Linked DNA regions of Hordeum vulgare: region 1 is linked to region 2. A link is a contact called in public Hi-C data. All regions are on one chromosome and are shown on one strand. The core of a region is the stretch at or near the end of the contact, and the rest is flanking DNA. Distances in the headings are between cores, read along the strand shown. Region 1 holds the start of LOC123440078 (monothiol glutaredoxin-S5-like). Region 2 holds the start of LOC123444062 (splicing factor U2af small subunit B-like).

The links. A called contact is a pair of places that touch in the nucleus more often than the background predicts.
Region 1: a contact with region 2 is called in a Hi-C map of seedling, with 7 times the contacts expected there. The contact joins the promoter of LOC123440078 here to the promoter of LOC123444062 in region 2. A contact is called at or near these places in 1 of 6 Hi-C or Micro-C datasets (seedling) and 1 of 1 datasets of contacts at active chromatin or transcription factors (embryo).

The regions. Positions count from the first base shown.
Region 1 is chr3H:420,604,785-420,607,914 of MorexV3_pseudomolecules_assembly, forward strand. It overlaps LOC123440078 (monothiol glutaredoxin-S5-like), which reads right to left and starts at 1,760. Exons shown (of 1, transcript XM_045116663.1): 1 at 869-1,760. The coding sequence starts at 1,655. The coding sequence ends at 1,236.
Region 2 is chr3H:420,207,593-420,211,030 of MorexV3_pseudomolecules_assembly, forward strand. It overlaps LOC123444062 (splicing factor U2af small subunit B-like), which reads right to left and starts at 1,568. Exons shown (of 2, transcript XM_045120668.1): 1 at 1,415-1,568.

The DNA of each region.
Region 1 (3,130 bases), core at 510-3,009, 400 kb after region 2:
GAGGCGACTGCGATAGTTCGTGGGATTACAGATCGATGCGTATACATGCAGCAGAATAACGCATATCAGAGTGGATTTTCCATTTGCACTTGGCGAGATGATTTTTGTGCAGATCCACTCGTCGCTGACGGATTGGATGTGGTCAGGTGGGTGCGGAATCTATCTCCTCCCCTCCCCTCCCCTCCCCTCCCGTCCGGCTCACGCGAGCCGCGCAAAAACTCACGAGAGAACAAGTCTGAATCCTCCTCTTCCTTCCCTTGGTGTAGCACAAGCAATTAGTTTTGTCTGCTTTGCGCGGCTGCCATTTTGTGGTCGTTTTTCCAGCTCGCCATCCCATCACTGCTTACGCACTTGCTTGTCCACATGCTACACGACCCTGGAGTTTCATGAGGTACATCATGACGACCAAAGGAAAACTGCGCGGCGCCGGCCCTCCCCCGTTAGTTTTCCAAAGTTGCTCCGCTTCTCGTCTCCTGGCACTATGATGACGAGTCCAAGACTAGTTGATGATGATGCAACTCCCTACAACTTCCTACTCCTTCCTAGAGAGCAATATAGGAGTAGGATGCATGCAAGTAAAAGACTGTTAACTAGAAACAAGCAACCAAACGACGACTGATCGTTGGTTGATAGGTGATTTATTAGGCTAGTTGTAATGGAATCAGGAGCTGTACTGTACACATGACATGAATACCCTATTGACATAGGTGAGCCATGCCACCTGTATGCAGTAGTAACATCGACCTAAATCTTCTCAACAACCAACCATGACTTCAATCACGCGTCCGTGCACGAACGAAAACTAGACGCCTAACTTATTAGTAACTAAAATCAGGGAGACAATGAAATTGCAGGCCACGGGTGAAGATTTCCGTAAGAAGCATCTGATTCTCATTAACTCAGAAATCGAAACGACAAACTGTACAGACGCTGCAATGCCGCGCACGCTCTTCTTCCGTATTCACACATGCTCGTCACGGGATGACGGAGCCAGCCAAACGTTACGAAATAAATTACGAAAATCAGTACAGCTAGCTGTCTGATCCTTCTTTTTCTCTCACATATAGTTATATTTGTTGAGATATTTTTTAGCACGCCATTAAAGAAACCCAAAATCCTAGAATGAGCCCGCCGCGGCGTAGAATTCGATCCAACGGCCAGGATTAAACCGCGGCACCGTCTTCTTCTGACGAAAGAATAACTAAGGAGGGGAGGGGAAGGAAAGGATCTGATGATCAGAGCCAGAGGGCACCGGCCTTCTTGAGGATGGGCACCAGCTCGCCGGAGATGTGGACGGCCATGAGGCGATCGAGGCCGCCGAGGAGCTTCCCCCCGACGAAGACCGCCGGGAGCGCGGCCTCCCCGCCGTCCGGCACGACCCCGGCGAGCGCCGCCTCGTCGGCGACCTCATGCACGGCGGGGTTGACCCCGAGGCCCTGGAGCAGCCGCTTCACGACGTGGGTGAGGCAGCAGGCCCGCCTCCCCACGACCACGACCGGGCTCTCCGACACCGCCCTCTCAACCCCCGCCGCGTCCTCCCGGGACGCCGCCGCCTCCGCGGTCTCCGTCTTGACGGCCGCCTCCGCCATGGCAGACGGCGGCGACGGGCGGGTCGTCCAGGGCCGGCTGCTGCTGTAGGGGATGGCCTGGTACATTGCTCACCGCAACGATAGCTACGTGGCGCGCTGGCTTGGACGCTCTGTTGGCCTTCCCTCTCTCGCGCGGGTGTGTGGTTCGTGGAGGTGTGTGATGGTTGGGCGTTGGTGTAATGGCTGGGGGAGGTGAAGGGGCCCCATATATAATACAGCGGAGAGGGAGGTGAGGTGGGAAGGTGACGACAGCGCGAGGGTGGCGGTACGTGGGACCCGCGAGACGCGGGGGAGCTTTCCGCGGGGACTGCACACGAGTTGTCGCGGGGAGTGACGTGGAGGGCGTCAGCCGCTGTCGGGGGCGCCGGATCCGTGACGACAGCTGCTGCGACGCGGACGGCGGCGTTGCAGTTGCAAGTCAGATCATGGGTTGATGTGGCCCGATTCTAGCATAGGATCACACATGTTCTCAAAATTAATTAAGAGTTGCTAACGCATCTTGCTCTTTTTTAGAGCAACTTCAACGGACCGATTCAAACGGACATCGATTTCGTTCGTCTTTTGTCCATTTAAGTCGACCGTCCGTCCAACGTCCGCCATGTTTTAGATATGGGTTGGTAACGCCCAACCCACCGGCCCATATATGTCGGCGTGGTTGGCTGGCCGCCCTATTTTGCATTATTTTCATAGTTTGAATCGAATATAGCATAGTTATTACAAGCCGAATAAAAATAGAAATGTCTCACATAGTTCGTACATAGTTTTGCTAACGAATAAAAGAAGATAAATCTATTGGTTGCCAACATGAACCCATATATGCTCAATCAAATCATTTTGCAGTTGCACGTGAGTTTCCCAATCACGCATGTCTTGATGAAATTGAATGAACTGTTCAAACGTTGTCGCTCCTCCAAGCTCAGGCACAACATTCTCACCCTGAAACTCAAACCCTTGATTGTACAGACATTCCGGACGCTCGTCTTCTACGATCATATTATGCACGATCACACAAACAGTCATCATAGCCGACCACTCCCTCTCTAATACGGTTGAAAACATGCCTACTCATACGGAAACGGCAGCGGAATTGTTGATGTTTGAACAACGGGTTTGTTGTATCAGAATAGTCCTTCCAAAGAAGGAAATGCCCGCTCTCTCGGTTGCGATTCAACGCCGGAAGGTGGCCGGGAATGGAGCCACGGAACAACGGCCGATGGCTGTTGAGGTGGTGATGGAGCAACACGGCAGCCAACATCTCCTCCTCGTCATCGGACGACGAATCGTCGGAGTCGAAAAGGAAATTGTGAAAAAAGAACTCGTCGGCGGTGTCCATTTTTCTGTACCTTGGCAAACTGTCGAACAGCTTGCGGGGATCGATAAAGAAGACGGCCAGCGAAGGGAGTCGTGGCCCGCACGGACCAGCTAGCTGCCCTGCCGGTGTCCGACGAGTAGGCCGCGCTGGTGAGGATCGGGTCAGGCGGCGAGGCGGCTTCTTGGTCGGGGGCTGATACGTCTCAAACGTATCTATAAATTTTGATGGT
Region 2 (3,438 bases), core at 318-2,817:
CAAAAGAGCCCACAAAACCAAAAAGGCACAAACAAAGCAACTTTTTGTGTCGCACATGGATACTTCCTTCTCAGGTAGGCCATGCTATATCCGTCCAAAAAGAATTCTATTTCGTCCATTTAAAAACCTAATCTGCACACCATTTTAGATCATTAAATCGGGGAAAAAGTTCCAGGAAATATACTAGTATCCAGAATAGTATAGTACAAAGATGTGGAGCACTTGATATGTATAATTACAGCAAAGTATATATGCTTAACACACAAAGGAGAAAGAAAATAACATAATTTGCTGTCATGCTTGGTGAAAATTCCAGAGTCGCATTTCACAGACTGTCACAGCTATTAAGTGCCACATATATAAAACCAGCTACAAGATTGGTCCAGTAATTGGATTCTCAGAGAATTATTTGAAACTTTGCAAGCTTCTTCCTTTTAATTATTATGTGATTGAGAAGTTATCTCTTACAGCACCATGGTGCAACATATATCTCTCCTACAGAGAGAGCTGGCTAGGAAAAAAGAAGCGACACCCCCAGACAGCTAGACCTACTGGGCAAGGTTTGTGTGTAAAACAAAATTATGGTTGTTATCACTAGCAACACAATTGATACATACCAGTTTCATGTCCAACAATTGAATTTCTGTGTTGCAAAGAAAAGAAAGTTGATAAAGCCCCGCTTGGAATAGGGGTAAATTTATACACCCGTATTACTTCTACAAGTGTATATCACCAGCCATGTGTGATTTTCAACCGGAAATGAAAACGACCGATTGAGGTCTGTATCTTTTACAGGTGTAGAAGTGTGGAAAACGACAATCCAATCAGGCCCTAAGGGGTGGTTCCGCCCGCGATTTTTGTACCCCCAGACGCGAACGTGTTATTATACCCCCAGCTACATACCCAAAACTCTTTTGATGTATGGGCTAGCGCAGGCGCCAACGGCTTGGCAATCATGATTTCTGAGAGATAGAACTCTTTTGATGTATTGGGGAGGAGCAGCCCCAACCTCTCACTGCTCCAGTTCTTTGGGCCCGCGCCGACCTGCGTAGGCGTGGCTCTTGTAACCGAAAACTGTACTTTTTCAACTCTCCTATCGATGCAATGATAGGTAATCTTTGCGTATTCGCGAAAAAAAAAACATACCCAAAACGAGGGCCTACACCGAGATGACAATTCAAAGAGGGGTTGTTCCACACGCAAATCCGCGAGGTCGGGCCGATTCAGTAGCAATATTATGGCTGTGACAGAGTCCTCTACACGGATCTGTTATTTTTCCTACTTCCCCGAATCCAAAATCGAGTGTACGAATCGGCCGATTCGCGGGGTCGAATCGAAAAGAGGTGGCGTCGAGATCTGGTAAAGCGAGGGGAGAAGGGTTAGGGTTTTGGAGGGGGGGTGGGGGGACGCGCACCTGTGAAGCGACGAGTCGGAGGAGGGTCGTCGACAGCTGCGCTCGCACCGACGAGAGAGAGAGGGTGGAGGGGACGAGCGAACGGAGTTTGTGGCGGCGCGATGAGGCGTCCCGTCCCTATATACCGCCCACGCTGCGTCGAGAGTCCTGGCCGGTGCTGCGTGGAGAGTCCAGGACCGGCCTGGTTTATTCGAGGTATGCCTCTGCTGCTGCGTGGAGAGAATCCTGGACCGGCCCGACTCTGGTGACGGGTCGGACTGTCGATTTGGATTGGATTTAAAAGGCAAAACTTCTATGGGCTTCGATGCGGTGATTCTGCCCACACGACGAAATAAAGCCCGACCTGGTATAAACGTCCTATTTGCTGCTCGATGCGGCAATTTCTTTTTTTGAGAACAGCTCATTGCCGCAAATTGTGGCCGCAACACACAGGCAACGCTCCATCAATCGCACAGAAATGCGACCCCATGGGCCGGCCCATTTACCACTGTTCGCATGACTTACAATTCCGGTTTTGCGAACCTTCTGGAATTTTATGCCGGTTTTCTTTGGTTTTGGGAACCTTCCGGAAAGTTCCCAAACATTTTTCCCTCTTAATTTCTCTGTTTCTTTTCCACTTTTAATTTTTATTTTACATTTTTGTTTCTATTTTTTTTCTTTTTCCTTCTTATTTTCCAAGTTTATTTATCATTTTTGTACCAATGTTCATAAACTTGTAGACTGTTCACTCTGCATTTGTTTCAAACTTGTTAATTTTTTCCATAAAATTTTCCAGTTTTCAACTTTTGTTCGAAATTCAAAGAAGTTTAGAATTTAAATTTTCTTCCCCTCTTTTCAAAGAATTTAAAAATTCCAAAAAAAACGCATTTTGTTGACAAATTTGCAAGTTTGTTCAGTTATTTCAAAAATGACCTTGTTTAAAAAATTTGCGAACAACTGTTTTTTAAAAACAGAAACATTTAAAAAAAGGAACATTTTTTTGCAAATAATGACCAATTGTTTTGAAACAGGAATATTTTTTGAAATTCCAGAATAAAAGTTTGAAACATGAACATATTAAAAAACTTCCGAACAAAACTTTAAAATACTGATAGTTTCCAAATTTGTGAAAAAATGTTCTTTAGAAATGAAAAAAATTCTGAAATATGAGCATTTAAAAAAATTTGTGAACTTTTTTGAATTATCAAACATTTTCTGAAACAAAGTGAACAAATTTTGAAACTCTGTTTTTTATGAAATTTGTGAACAAAATTTGTAAACAAGAATATTTTCTGAAATTTGGTAACATTTTTTCAATTTTGACATGCAGACATTTTCTAAGTTTCCAAAAAAAATTATAGATTTGTGAACGAGTTTTTTAAAAATGTACAATTCTGAAATTCCGAACAATTTTTCAAAAAGTTGTGAACATTTTGAAGAACAACATACCGAACAAAGTTTGAAAAATGATCAACTTCTTTAAGGTGCACATTTTCTGAACTTCTGAAAATGGACATTTTATGAACAATTTTTCAAATATGAACATGTTTTAAAATCAATGAACTATTGTTGATAATGCGAGCATATTTTGATATTCTATTTTTTTAGAAAAGTACATTTTTTTAGAAAATTACAAATTTCGGAGCACAAGCATTTCAAACTTTTGTTTTCACAAACATACAGTATTATTTTAATAAACAAACATTTTTTTAGAAAGAAGACATTTTTTGGATTTACAAAAACATTTTGAAATTATGATTTTTTTTTAAATTTCTATTTGTTTGAAATGGGAAACATTTCTGAAACTTAAAAAAATGAAAACATGGGCATTTTTTGAAAACATGAACATTTCTAGAAAAGTTTTGAAATTTCGGAGCCGAAACATTCTGAATATATTTTGCAAAAAGTACAGATCATATTTTGAAAGTATTTTTTAATTTTTTTAAAAAGAAAATAGAATTTGTGAACAACTTTTTTTAAATGGGAACATTTTTTTAAAACAATTGTCAGAATTTCTGAACAATAATGTAAAATGTACTCCTTCC